Linked DNA regions of Sus scrofa: region 2 is linked to region 1. Evidence: chromatin contacts called from public HiChIP or PLAC-seq data. All regions are on one chromosome and are shown on one strand. Each heading gives the region's core, a stretch centred on a gene start, on an enhancer-like site or on the middle of the called end of the contact. The rest is flanking DNA. Distances are from core to core; before and after follow the strand shown. Region 1 holds the start of BMP2K (BMP-2-inducible protein kinase). Region 2 has its middle 130 kb from the start of BMP2K.

Evidence for each region. HiChIP or PLAC-seq counts read pairs in DNA pulled down with a chosen protein or histone mark.
Region 2: an H3K27ac HiChIP or PLAC-seq map of alveolar macrophages shows a contact between it and region 1. The contact joins the enhancer-like site here to the promoter of BMP2K in region 1. A contact is called at or near these places in 6 of 47 Hi-C or Micro-C datasets (alveolar macrophages, brain, embryonic fibroblasts and 1 more) and 2 of 2 datasets of contacts at active chromatin or transcription factors (alveolar macrophages and skeletal muscle).

The regions. Positions count from the first base shown.
Region 1 is chr8:138,787,744-138,795,307 of Sscrofa11.1, reverse strand. BMP2K (BMP-2-inducible protein kinase) reads left to right here and starts at 5,342. Exons shown (of 16, transcript XM_021101897.1): 1 at 5,342-5,604. The coding sequence starts at 5,424.
Region 2 is chr8:138,914,716-138,921,984 of Sscrofa11.1, reverse strand. No RefSeq gene overlaps it. Among named protein-coding and RNA genes, the nearest start is that of BMP2K, 130 kb to the right of the region's middle. Within about 2 kb of position 2,679, at least 20 of the 83 cell types and tissues checked have an H3K27ac peak or open chromatin away from gene starts, as enhancers often do. A contact at or near this core is called in alveolar macrophages and liver, where this site is marked.

The sequences.
Region 1 (7,564 bases), core at 4,093-6,592:
GTTCACCCACTGTTTAGCATGTTGTACGTGTTCAATAAATAGTCTCTATCACAGTTGGCAGAAGTTTGGGTAAAACAAAATGTGAATTTTGATAAGAGATCAAAGCAAAAGCTGACTTTAGCTTCAGTTCTCTCAGTTCCTCTACGGTAACTTGAATAGTTCTGTGTGAATGGTGTGCAAGTACAGAGGTTCAGCGTTGGTTCAATACACAGGGAAAGAATTCCAGAGCTTTCCATGGGAACTACTCATCTGCTTCCAAACCTGGAAGAGCTGACACTCTTTCCTCCTTCCCTCCCTCCCTTCTCTCTCTCTCTGTCTCTCTCTCCTTCCTTCCTCTCTCTCTCTTTCCTTCCTTCTTTCTCCCTTCCTTTTTTCTCACTTTTCCCACGCGTGGCATATAGACATTCTGCAGCAGCAGCAACCCAAGCCACTTCAGGGACAATGCCAGATCCTTAACCCACTAAGCCAGAGAGGGAACTCCAATAGCTGCTTTCCTGTACCCAGAAGTTTTGAAGGTCATAACATGAACATACTGTCAGGAGGAGATCTGAAGGCACACGCTTAGATCTCGTCATTTCTGTCTAGAACATAGTCAACTCTTTCTCCATTCTCTATCTTCCCTCGCTGCCTCTATTACACGGATGTCTACACACTTTGCCTCCTTGCATCTCTAAAGGGTATAAACTCTTTGAAATCTTGACTTGTCTTATTCAACTTTGCCTCTTTTGGTTACCCAACCATCCCCCCCCACCACCAATCTACAGTGCTTTGTCTGTGGTAGATATTCAGAAAATGTTTGCTAATTTTAAAAATACCTAGTTAATCAGAACTTAATCTCACTTATCACAGCAGGGGTCCCTGAACTCTGGCGGCACATGCCTCTTAGGTGACCAATGTGGCCCGAGGCCATAGGAGGTATTTTACCACCTCGGACAGTAGCCCTCCTACTGTTTATTGTGAGTTTTCAAGGAGTCTGCCTGGTGCAGTGGTGAAGAGCATGAGCCATAAAGCCATAAAATCTGGTTTTGTTTGTTTTGTTTTTTTGGGGTTTTGTTTGTTTGTGTTTTAGGGCCGCACTGGCAGCATACGGAATTTCCCAGGCTAGGGGTCCAATCGGAGCTTTAGCTGCCGGCCTGTGCCACAGCCAGAGCACCTTGGGACCCGAGCCAGGTCTGCCAACCTACACCACAGTTCATGGCAACGCCAGATCCTTAACCCACTGAGCGAGGCCAGGGATTGAACCTGCATCCTCATAGATCCCAGCTGGGTTTGTTAATCACTGAACTTCGAAGGGAACTTCCATATACTATCTGCTTTTGAAACCTGTTACAAGTCACAGGACAGACCTTGCCTGTGTAAACTAATCTCTCTGTGAATGAGTAGTCTCATCTGCAGTGCAGGAATAATAGTCTGAAATGCTATTTCCCAGTTTTGTCATGAAGATTTACTGAGTTATTACCCATAATGCCCTTTTGAATAGCAATGGTACCTCGCAAGTGCCCCATTAGAATTAATTATTTTACGCTCTGCTAAGTTTTGTATAAATGTATCTGGGCACAGAGGAACAGTGGGGCCACAGGAGGGAAACGCAAAGGCTGACAAGAAGGGACATTTTCAGGGGTGTGACGGCAATCACTTTCTAGGACAAATGGGTGGAAGATATTCCAGTCCTGAAATGTGAGGCTGAGGTGCTGTATGCCTGGTGGACCCCACCTCCAATTCAGGGAGGTGGGAGATCAAGGTATTTCTCTTGGTGGTGAAGTTGCCTACCTCTTGCAGTCTTTTTTTTAAAAGCATGGTCAAGTTGCAGGAAAAATTCTATTCTACTTTAACAGAGAAGTCTTCCATTCCAAATGTGTCATTTTTCCTATTAAGAGTATTTGTGAGCATCTTTGTAAACTACTATTTTCAGATTTCTTATTTTCCCTAGACATAAATATACATTTTTTTTACAGGTGCAGCGATGATGTTTTAACATGATTTAAGTGTCAGCGATGTTAAAAAAAAAAAAAACCACTTGTTTTAATAATGGAGATATATATATATTTTTCTTTTAATGAACTTCAGGGCTTTTACTTGTTTGGAAAGCATAGAAAGAGGGCATTTGAATAGGTATAAAGTAATACTGTTACATGGGGAGGACAATTTTTCCTAATAGTAAAACATAGTGAGACCAATAATGACTGAAGATGTGTCATAAAAGGAAAACAGTGACTTGTGAGGAAAAATCACTCATTGGGCATTGGAAGAGATGACTTACACAGGCAATGACAGCACTGGAACGAGCCTTTGGGGACAGGCATATTTCATTTCACCTGCGTCAGTCTTTACTTCACATATGTCTTTGAGAGCCATCTTAGTGCAAAAGAGATGAGGTCAAAGTAAAAAGAAGGATTAGAGCTTTTTGCAGTCGAAGACAAAAATGTCCCTTCCCTGTCAAATTCCTTTCTGTTCAAGGATCTCAGATGTTGGCTGCAATGATCTATGACTTTATTAGTACATTGTAACATGAAACTTTGCAGACTGAAGCAGTATGCTTTTTTTTAAAAGTCTTTATCTTGTGGCTAGTTCCCAACTATTCTTACAGCACTAGAGCTGTCAACATTTGAAAGATCAAAAATATGTGTTTTCTTACTGTAAGTCTCCTAATGACAGTGTTTAAGATGGTCAAAATATCCCTATTTTTCTAGAGGTGTTATTTTTCCAATAGGAAACCCACATGAATGTTCTTGCACAGCCATGGCCTAATAGTGAGTACAGAACTAAAAGACTGGACTTCTCAGTACAGTTTTGCACTGATCAGTATCTCGTTTTCTCCCTACACATTGGTTGAAGGGCACCCGTTTTAACTCACAAAGTTGAATCTGACAGTTAATGTCAGCATCTTTTGGTGCTGTGAGTAAATTCGTGGCCCTGTTGTTATCAGCAATACAATGTTTTTGCTTCCTTATCAGCAATAGGTTTGTGGTAGAACATTGTGGAGTTAACATTCTGAGATCAGATGATATTCACATTTTTACTGTGTGCTTCGTGAAAAATTAAAGAACGAATTGCTCAGTATTAGCCATAATTTTTGAAAGGGGGCCTACGCCTTAAACTAATGATCAACTTCCATATCCAAAGTCAGCTATATATATGGCTACAGAGAAGGAATTTTTTTTTTTTTTTTTTTTTTTTTTTTAAACCACAGCTGTTGTGGTAAATTGGCTCCCAAACTGATCACAGGAGACTTTACTTACTCTTGTGTTGTCATCAGGTGAAATCATGTTAGGCTCCCACTGTGCCTGTTAGGTTGTTTGCACTTCTGAACTGTACGAAATGACTAAATTTCTTAGTTATCCTGCTTGAAAAATATAATTCAAATGTTGTAGGAATGCAAATCCACAGTGAATCCCCACAGTAAGAATGGTCAGCTTATTTCTAAATGGAAATCCCCAATTGTCACACCGTATCAATTATCTGACATAAAATCTAACTTCCATTGAGCAGGAATGTGTTTTAAAGATCAGGTCTCTGGATGAAGAATTTTAGCTTTAGTGGGTTATGCAGCAAAAATGCCTAAATGCAGAGCACTGTTTTAATGTTGGCAGAAATAGCTTCTCTTGAAATAGCAGACAAGAAGGAAAAATGGAAGATTTGAAGCTGAGTCTTTTGCCTAAGCACATTTTCTAACGTTTCTGCCTGTATCTCATTTAAAATTGGATAAAGAAATAGGAGTGGGGACAGAACGACATTCATCTGCTTTCACAGAAGGCACGCACTGGCGTCCTGCACGTACAGTTTATTTGACCTACATTTAAAAAATTTGGGAAATGCCGTATTACAAAAACATCCAGAAGATTCCTGGCTTTTCTTAAGAAATGGAACCTTTGGCCACAGCGGGCCTCTATTCATACCGGGCGGGGGCGGGGGCAGGCTGGATTTGGGACTGGGGCGCTCTAGTTACACAGGCTCTGTGATTTCACACTCCTTACCATCCTAAACGTCTTAACACCATACTCATTTTTGCAGGCCTCACCCCGCAGGCATGGAGACTACTGCAGTTTCCGAAATGGATGCAACGGGGCTTTTTTTTTTTCTTTCTTTTTTTAATGTGCAAATCTCTTTGTTAACGGGCGGGGGACGGGACCGGGTAGCTGGTTTTGCTTCCCAACAGTCCTAAATTTGCCGTTTTCCAACGCTCTGACCCTAACCTCCTTTTTCCAAACGGCCCAACGAATGAAACGAAGTATCAAAGGCGGGCCCTTGAAGTTGCAGCTCCATCAAAAGCCAGCCATGTGACCTTCCCCGAGTCCGTTAAGCTCTCCGGGCCAGAAGTGATGAAAGGTCTCTAAACGGACTTAACAATTGTTCCGAATACTTCACAGGGCTGTTGCACAGCGCACATGAGATTTTGAAAGTACCCTATAGACCGCAAAACGCTCCCGAGCACAAGCGTCTGCTACAGAGGGCGGCAGCACGGCTTCCGAAGTCGGGTTACTGGAATCCGCTCTCGCTCCGCGCTGCTCCCACCTCCCACGCTCCGGGGTGGGCGAGCGGAAGAAGATTCTCAGGGGAGCCGGTCTGGAAAAGCGGCTCGGCACTGCAGCGAGAAGTTCCTTCGCGGGGGTAAAGTTGGTGGCGGCACTTTCAAGCCCCCAGAGCAACATACCAACTCCTAGGCGAGAAGAGACATCCCGCCCCGGCCGCACAGGCGGCGAGAAGACCGGTCACCGGGTCACCTCCCTGCTCGAAGCCGGGACCCCACAGGTCCGGCCGAACCCTCCCGGCCGGGACCCCAGACATCGCCCGCACCCCAACCCCCACCGTCCTCCTTCCCGTCCCCCTCCACGTGACAAGAGCCGGAACCGTCACTTCCGGCGGCGCAGACAGCGCGCCTGCGCGGGGTGCCCGGCCTCAGAGAGCGGCTGGCAGGGGCGCCGCGCCGCCAACGGCTGGGAGTGGCGGGCGGCTCCGGTTCCGCCGGGGCGGCGGCGGCGGCGCGGACTGCGCTCCAGAGGCCGTGCGGCGCGAGGAGTCCCGCCCGCTCCCCGGAGGCCCGGCCGCCCCGCCCCTTCCCCAGCTCCCTCCCTCGCGCCCTCCCGCGGGGCTCGCGCTGCGGGCGCCCAGCTCGGCGGCGAGGGCGCCGGGGGCACTGGCGGCGGCGCCCCCGCGCTCGGGCCCGCCCCCTCGCGCCCCGCCCCGTCCCCGCCCTCCTCGCCGCCCTCTGCGGGAGCCCGGCAGCTGCAGCGGAGCCGCGGAGCGGGCGCAGGGGCCGGGGCGCTGCGCTCGGGGCGCGCGGAATGTGAGGCTCGGCGGGCCGCAGCGCGCACGGACGCTCGGACGGACGAGGGCCGGCGGCCCCGCGCGGACGCCGGGCCGGGCGCTCGCCCTCTCGCTCGCCCTTGCGCGCGCCCCGCGCCCTCCGGCGCGCCGGCGGGACCATGAAGAAGTTCTCTCGAATGCCCAAGTCGGAGGGCGGCGGCGGCGGCGGCGGAGCGGCGGGTGGCGGGGCCGGCGGGGCCGGGGCCGCCTTCGGCTCCGGCTCCGGGAGCTCGTCCGTGGGGGTCCGCGTGTTCGCGGTCGGCCGCTACCAGGTCACCCTGGAGGAGTCGCTGGCCGAAGGTATGGGCGCCCGGGGAGGCGCGGGCCGGCAGGTGAGGGAGGGCTGGGGTGTGGCGGTAGCTTCTCCCGGTCGCCGCCCGCTTCTCTGCTCGCTCCCTCGGCTCCCCCTTCTGCCTCCTGCCCGGCCAGCGAGGCTCTTAGAGTAGCTCGAGGTCTCGCTCTTAAGCCGGCTTTTCTCGCCGCCGGCCGCGCTGGCCGGTGCACGGTTCTTTGATTACGAGTTTAAGTCATTTTCAGTCCTTCTCCACGCAGGGAAATACATAGGAAACGTCTTAGCGCGAGGGCTGTGGTGTCGTGATTGGACCAGTGACTCATTTGAGGGTCAGACCGAGCAAGATTGGGGCTCTTCTCCCCCAGCTGTGGCTCAGGCGGGTGTCATGCGCTGGCCTCTCCACCCGCGCCGCCGGGCGCAGGACCCTGCAGCCCGCGCGTTAAGCCTGTTTGCTGCTGCTCAGTCATCAGGTGAAAAACGATTTATTCCTGTGTGTTCGCGGGATGGAGGTGATACTTTGCCCCAGCTTCAGTTAGCAGGTTGCTTTGGGGAAGCAGGTAAACTTGGAGTCCACTTATCTTTGTTATTTAGAAGCTTCTCTGAGACAAGGTGCTAGTCCTACCATTTCAGTAAGTCTCTGGCGGTAGTTGAAAAGGCGATATGAAAGCAGGTTAACTTTCACTGGAGAAGTTTTGTGTTCGATCCCACCTTATCTTTTACTAGGCTCTGTCAACAGCTGCAAGTCGGCTTACAGAAAAAGTTATTTAACTCCATTAAAAAAAATCCTGTAGTTTTTTTATTTCTTGTATAAATTGGCTTGTAGGAAATACTGCCTTGTTGCATGCTTCATTGACTTTTGAGTTTTAATCGCAGACCGATATTACAAAATACGTACTTTTAAAACTTCACGAGAAATAATTTGTTGATAAGTGGCCCTTGTTAATTTCGGAGATTGAGAGAAGAAATCGAGGACAGTAGCTTTGGTTCTCTGAGAGGTGTTGATGTGGTTTGAAGACAGTAGACTGAGATTCCACTTGTGTTTTTTGAAATGCTGTAAACAGTAGCGAATTAGTGCGAGAGAAAACCCTGAATGTTTTTGTCTACGAACTGTTCTGAAGAGAAATCTTGATTATTCAGGGATGAACATCATTGTTTTGCAAGCTCTGGCCCCTCATTAGGAGCCTAGCTGAGCCTTAGAGCGGTGGAAGGAGGATCCTTAGCTTCTCCAGTGATGAATGTATGGTAATTGGCATTGATGGACAGATTTACTATGCTGTAAAATTTCCTAGCTCTTTATTATACGTGACTTTCAAGTGTTGATTTAGATTGAATTGTAGGTTTTTAGAAGACATGGCTATTAGCTCACATGCTGTACTTCTGTCTTTGAGTTGTAACTGATTCAAGTGTGGCTTGAGTAATACTACACTCACTTCACTTCAGTAAATCCCAGATGGGTCTTTTATTTAATAGAATGAAATCATTGACATTTCATCAAACTAGAGTTTGGATTTGTAGCTTCTGCCCCTGCTCCAAGCATGTCCTATCACTACCCTAAGCACACTGTTTTCCATAGAAATAAATAATTTTGGAAAATGAGAATAAAAATGAATTTCAAAAAGGGAGTACTCACTCAACCACAAAAAATGCTTTCAGTAACTAATATTACTGTTAGAGTGTTTCACTGACTTTTGCCATTGATTTGTCATTCTTCCGCTTGGAAAAATCACTAATTAAGTGCTAGGAGGAAGCAGGGCTTGAGCAAATTCTTGGGGAAGATGGCACTTCCCCACTCTGCACCCCAGCACCTGGAACCAGGCATTTGGGCTTCCCTGGAGGGAAGGCTGAGGCCTAGGCTTTGTTCCCTTGTGTATCCTCTTCTCCGCACGCACACAATCCAAAGGATCTATGTTCGGTTTACTTTTGGATCCTGACAATATATTATTTCAGATGCTTAATGTTTTCCCTTCT
Region 2 (7,269 bases), core at 1,430-3,929, 130 kb before region 1:
GTGGGTGCGGCCCTAAAAAGATTAAAAGATCATCATAATAAAACCTACCGGATTGCCCTTTTGGCACCAACTGTGGAACTAGAAGTGGCCCAGGGAGACTCACAGACCTCTGGGCTTCTGCCCTGAAGTAACAACTGATACAGTATCAACCACCAGGCAAAAGAAAACTTTGATAAAGGACATGGAGGTGGAATCAGCCTGCACACACCAGCGTGCCCCAAGAGCTGGGAGAACAAAGGTCCCAGGTAGGAAGTGAGTGAGAAGGAGCCAAATTCACACTCTCCCCCCTTCTAGAGCTGCAGCCAGAGCATCGGTGGTCTCTCCAGGTGCTCTTGGCCACATCCCTCACACGGAGTTTAGAGATTTTCAGCACTGTAAATGTCAACTTTTCTTGTTGTCTTGTGTTAGAGAGCCAAGTTCACACGACAAATTCGTATCATGCGTTGCATATTCTATTTAAACAGGTTAAGCAAAATGTCTTCCTTGGTTGCTGTCAGTCAGACCAGTTCCTCAAGTCCTTTATTCCCTCAAGTATTTATCACATGGTGAGCAGGGCCCAGGAACTGTGCAAGGTGCTGGGGTTATAAGGATGAATAAAGATGTGATATTCTGGGGAAGGAGGAAGAGAGAGTAAAGACAGCTAATCCGGCTAATTCGCAAGGATAGCATCTGACGGGGATGAATATACTATGATGATGACGATGGGGGCAATGGGGGTGGTGGCCGGGTTTGGGGACCAGGCTGCCCTGGCTGCCCCCCTTTGCAGCCCTTTGACCTCAGGCAAGACTCTCACACTGTTGTTCCTGACTTCCAGAGGTAACAAATAAGATATCTGAAGAAACTGCTGGTTATTAGGTGCTCAACAAATACTGTTAAAGTCACATAGGGCGGTGCCTAAGAGTCTAAAGCCAGGAGTTCCCATTGCAGCTCAGGGGGTTAAGAATCCAATATAGTATCCGTGAGGATACAGGTTCAATCCCTGGCCTCGTTCAGTGGTTAAGAATCCGGCGTTGCCACAAGCTGTGTCAAATGTCAAAAATTCAGCTTGGATCCTGCATTGCTGTGCCTGCTGCATAGGCCAGCAGCTGCAGCTCCCATTCGATCCCTAGCCCGGGAACTTCCATATGCCATAGGTGAGGCCATAAAAAGAAAAGGAAAAAAAAAAAAAAAAAGACTCTGAAGCCAGGTTCAAATTCTAGCTCTAAATGTACTAGTCATGGACAAATAATTTAAATTTTTTCTGCCCTCTGTTCCCTTATCTGTGAAATGTGAGAGTAATAATGAAACCAACCACCTCGGAGAACACAGATCAAATGGATCAATGCGTGTGAGCCCTTAGGACAACCCAGCCAATCATTTACCCTAAGCGAGGCCTGGCTATTTACCACGAACTGTGGTGAAACATGGTATGCTCCGCCTGATGCTATTAAGAAGGCTGTGAACTACTATATGCACCATGACAGTGTACAGATAGACAGACACCCAGACACGCGTATGAGAGAGATGCTCACGACATTTTGCTGCAGAGGAGGAAAAACCGTGTTAACCACACAGGGAAGACGGAACACCAGAGAGACTCAAACACACGTGACACCGTCACTGCTCATCTCTGCATGGTGGGGTTACGCGTAACTCGCTGTCCTGCTTTTTTTTTTAGTTGTGATGTGTACAGTTTTCACAATCATTGACTTACACATGTTAAAATGATATGTAAGGAAGTTTGGTTCTTAAAAGGTGTTTGGGGCTCCAAATGAAAGACTGCTAAGATCCGGCAGGAAAGGATTCACTGAGAGCGGGAACTCTGAGCTGGGTGTTAAAGGAATTCACTGGCGGGGCTTTAAAGACAGTAAAGATTGGCACGGAGATGAGGATGAGTTCCTAGGAGCGCCTGACTACGTGGGTATGGATAAGATGGGAGAGTCGGGCAGCAAACAGTGCCGGTGCCAACGGCGCGTCCACCGTCCCCAAGAGCCTTCTCTGGACCTGAAGAGCAAGAGCCCATCCCTCGGGTTGGCTTGTTTGCCTGTTTCTGTGGTATCTGGTGGGAAGTCTGGCTCTTCTCTCTCACTCTCCCTCTCGCTCTCTCTTTTTCTCTCTCTAATTTCAGAAATCTCACTGTAGGATCCTGTCTGTGGAAAACAGCTAGTTTCCTCCTGCTTTGTGGTGGAACCCACAGGACAGCTGAGGATTACATTGCCTGTTTTCCAGATACTGACAGGTAGTCTGACAGCCGTGCAGACCTCCCTGTCACGGCTTGGAGCCTGTGCAAGATCCATCTCATGGAGACACAGTCCACACTGGGTCTTCCCTTGAAAGTGGGTGACATGGTGTGACGTTCAGCTGGGAAGGGTCCTACTTTTCCGGCTCTTCCTGTGTCTCCCATGGACCTCAGGACTCTAAGGTGGCACCGGTGCTGCAGGCAGGGCACACCAGCCCCAGCAACTGACAGTTATTTCAGAGCTTCTGGGCGGCAGCCCCACAGCTTAGCTCTCTGTCACTGGAGGGCTCAGTTCAACAGAAATGATTAGAGAATGTCTCCGGTTTGTTCGAATATGTTTCTAGAGAGAAGATCTGATAGGAAGGAGAAAAGCTCCTTTCTTCCTCTTTCTGCCTCTGGGCTCTTCCTCAGCCTTCTGCTTTCGTTTCTGGCTGACTTGAGCAATGCTGACAAGACAAAGCGAAGTCTTTCCACTGTTTAGTCTACTTTTAATTATTTCAACACGGAGACCTTCCTGGCCACGAGGCGACAAGCTGTCCGTTCTTGATTTCCTCCTCGCACTTACTTCTGGGGTTGAGTATGTAGTTTGGTTGGACCAGGTACAGCCAGAAACTTCTTGGGAGGTCCAAGGTTTCCCAGAATGTATCATCTACCCAGAGAAAGCCCCGGTGGGGAAACTCCACCACCTTTCTCTGGTCACAGCCCTGGGGACACTGTGGTTGTCCTCCCTCTCCTGGGCTGCCCTTGGCTTCCCCAGTGGGATGGTTCTGTCTTCTTTCTTCAGGAAAAACAGTCTCCCTGACCTCCCCCTTCCTGGGTATAAAGGAAAGACTCTAGGCTCTGGAGCTACACTCTGATTTCAAATACCACCTACTTGGCTGCGTAACTTTGGGCAAATTACTGAGTGAGGCTGATTCACTATTTCCTTTTCTTTATAAGATGGGAGTAGTGAAGTAAGTCAGACAGACAAAGCAAATATTGTGTATGATCTTACCTAAATGTGGAATCTAAAAAAAAACAACAACAACAAAAAAACCAGGACTCGGAGTTCTGGCTGTGGCACAGAGGATTAAGGAACTGGCATTGCTGCAGCTGTGGCATAAATCGAAGCTGCAGCTTGGGTTTGATCCCTGGTCTGGGAACTTCCATATGCTGCAGATCTGGCCAAAGAACAACCCGCCCCCCCAAAAAAAAAAACCCAAAAGACAAAAAATCAGAACTCGTAGATACAGAGAAAAACAGGTGGTCGCCAGAGGCGGGGTTTGGGAGGTGGATGAAATGGATGAAGGTAGTCAAACATACAGACTTAGAACTGTCAGAAAATAAGTCCTGGGGATGTGACGCAGAGCATGGGGACTGCAGCTGGAATGCTGTGCTGTACATCTGAAAACTGCCAGGAGAATACATCTGAAATGTTCTCATCACAAGAAAAAAAAATTGTAGCAGTGTGATGACAGATGTCAACTAAACCTATTGTGCTAATCATTTTGCAATATATACATGTATCAAATCATTATGTTGTATGCCTAAAACTAATGTCAGTTCTATGTCAATTTTTCTAAAAGATGGGAGTAATTTATGTAACTCATAGTGTCAGGAGACCCAGGGAGGGAATAATTAGAACCGTTGTGGAAGAGATGAAGAATCAAATGAGGTGACAAAAGTTACCTAACAAAGAGCACCTACTACAACACCTGATATATAGTAACAATTTGATACTATTTACACCTTTTCTCAATTCCCCATTCTCTCTTGCTATACCTGGTATATACATATGATCCTTTTTGCTTCAAATGTTTTATTATTAATAATTATAGGGCAGAGTTCCCTTTGTGGCGCAGCATGCAGCATTGTCATGAGTGGGGGCATAGGTTGCCAGCGTGGCTCAGATCCCACAGTTGCCATGTGGGTGTGGTGTAGGCTGGCAGCTGCAGCTTCGATTCGACCCCTAGCCTGGGAATCTCCATATGCCACAGGTTTGGCCCTTAAAAAAAAAAAAAAAAAAAAAAAATACAGGGCAACTGACACAGGACTGCATGGTCTGTTTAATAACCAATGTTTTGCAGCTTTCCAAACATTCTTATCTCCCTTTCAGAGGAGGGAATTCAGCTTTGGCTTTAAGATCTCACATGCTCTTCTCAGAAAACAGACCTGAAGAGCCATTAGGTGTTAACTGTCTTCTCATCCTTCCTGGTGTTTCAGTGATAATGGGCATCCATTTCTTAACACTGAGTGTGAGCAGTTTATGGATGTTCTCTCATTTAACCTCAATGCCATCAAGTAGGTAATTTTTTTTTGTCTTTTTTTTTTTTTCTGCCTTTTGAGGTCCGCTCCCGCGGCATATGGAGGTTCCCAGGCTAGGGGTCCAATTGCAGCCATAGCCACCAGCCTATGCCAGAGCCAAAGCAACACGGGATCCGAGCTGAGTCTGTGACCTACACCACAGCTCACGGCAATGCTGGATCCTTAACCCACTGAGCAAGGCCAGGGATTGAACCCACAACCTCATGGTTTCTAGTCGGATTCGTTAACCACTGCGCCACGACTGGAACTCCCAAGTAGGTAATATTTATCGCCATTTATCAGTTAGGAAACTGAGGCTCAGAAAGGCTAAGTACCACCCTACATCACACAACTAGATCATTCTAGAATCATAATACTAACCGAGATATCCACAGCTCCCAAGTCCATGTCCCAGACACTCTCACACTGGTGCCTCAAAGCAATAGCAGAGCAATTGCAAAGCTCTTTACTCTGGAGGTCCTTCTCCAAGGGGGAGAAGGCTCTGGAAACTTGGAGGTCTCATGAACCCCCTGGCTTCCCACCCAAAGCAACTTCATGATATATTATCAGCTTCTAACAGTCACAAGTACTGAAGTCAAAATTGGTCCCTTGGAAGTTTATAGCTCAAGAACATAAAATCATCTAGTACAGGACAAAAGCCACCATGATAAAGAAGGCAGTGACATATCTTTAAATCTGAGGCAACTGGTCAGGAGGTTCTCAGACCAGAAGTGAACAGTTGGCTGTGTGTTTTCTGCTTCCCAGTCACTGAGCTATCGAGAGCCAAGAACTCTAGAATGTGCCAAGGCCAGGCACAGGTGTATGGGCAGAGCTGAAACCCTGAACGAACTTCTCCCCATCACTTGCATAACTTCCTTGGTCTGGGGTTTCTCATACTTTCCGAGGGGGAAGTACGCTCCTCTTCCATCTCCCCTTCTTCATGAGGCACAGAGCAGCAGGAACCACTCAGCAACAGGGACTTGGCAGCTTCTAAAGGTCACGTCGCTGGCGGGCGCAGCTTGAGTTGAAGGGATCGTAGACATGCAGGCAAACGTCCAGAGCGTCACCAGTGCCCGGCCCTGAGCCACAGGGGAAGCCAGAGGGCCTGGAGTGGGAGAGGAATATGAGTCACGAGAGGAAGCTGAATGAAGGAGGAGAAGCTTCTGGAGGACAAGCAGCAAAGTTGCTCTTTGTTCCCAAGACATCTTTAATGAGGCAGCGATGAAGGAAGAGGACTATTGACTGCCCACGGTGTGGTCAGCACTGTGCCGCATGCCTTATAGAGGCCCTTAGTCACAGTGGAGTGAGAAAGAGCTCATTTGTGCTAACTCGGCTACCCAAGTAGATTTGAGAAATTGGGAAAATCTATTCAATCTCTTTGAGTGTTTACTTAGTCTTTGACATTGAACTAATAATATCTATAATAATTATTGAGCCCATCGATATTAACTGAAGACCTCCTGTGCTAAGCATGATAAAAGCTGGATATACATGCAGGTAAATTAAAATAAACCAGTATCTTAGAAGTAAGTTCTGAGAATGGAATGTACAGAAAGGTGATTATAATTAACAATACTTTATTTGAAAGTTGTTGGAAGAGCAAATCTTCCAAGTTCTCATCTCACACCCCCCCCCCCAAAATTGCAGCTATATGTGTGATGGATATTAACTAAGCTTATCATGGTCATTGTTTTGCAATATATGTATATATCAAATCATCGTAGGGTATACCTTAAGCTTATATATCTTGTTATATATATGACAATTTACAAAACAACTTTCTCAAAAATTTCAATTTACCTCCATAAAGCAGGAAAAATTTTTAATAAAATAAAATAAATCAGTGTCTATTTCTGTGAAACTTATAATCTATGGATACTAGCAAGTGTGGTAAATTATATAAAATGCTTGGGATTTGGCAGTTATTATTTTATTTAATCTTAACAGCAGTCCTATGAACATTATCTAAATGTTAAATGCTGAAAATAACCCTAGGCAGGTTCAGACCAAGAAAGAAAATGCTGAGTACTAGATTCATCTTAATGGCAAAAGTTAAAGGGCTGTCATTAGCGGATGGCTCTATATAATTAAAGTTAGTTTGAGAACATGGTATATTTCATATTGAAAAATAGACCATGTCTTTCATTGATTCGTGCCTTCTGTCAGTGACTATTTGTGGTCCATCATTGTGTTCTTAGCATCTAGCCCAGTGCCTGGTACCTACTAAGTGATTGATACATAACTGTTAAATAAAATTGAGCACTTATTACATTACATTATTACCAGGCATTTTTTATTCCAAAAACTGCATTGTATCTGTTATTTGTTCCTAGAAATTGTGTTAGGGCCTGTGGATTAAAAAAATAAAATCCTGGCCCAGCAAGCTTTAGAAAGCTATGTGAATAGAAATGAATGTAGGGGAGAGCATGGACCAGTCTTAGAGGAAAAGTGGCCCACGATGACTCTAAAATAACCCCTCCGTCTCTGCTCTCAATCCCGCTCTTCTTGCTTCAAGACATTTCTCATAATGATGGGTATTCCCCAAGATTCTGCCTCTGGATTTCTGCTCTACTAGAAAAATGCATAGATTTAAGAGTCTCTAAGTCAAAGTCCCAGGATTTACTAGCTGGGTAATTTTTGTGATGTTACTTAACCATAACTGCTTCTTTCCTCTTATGTAAATATGGGCAATGCCGACTTCCATGGTCAAGAGGATGAAATAATGTGCCTGGAGTGGCTGGCGCACTGATGAAAGGCTGGGGAGGTAG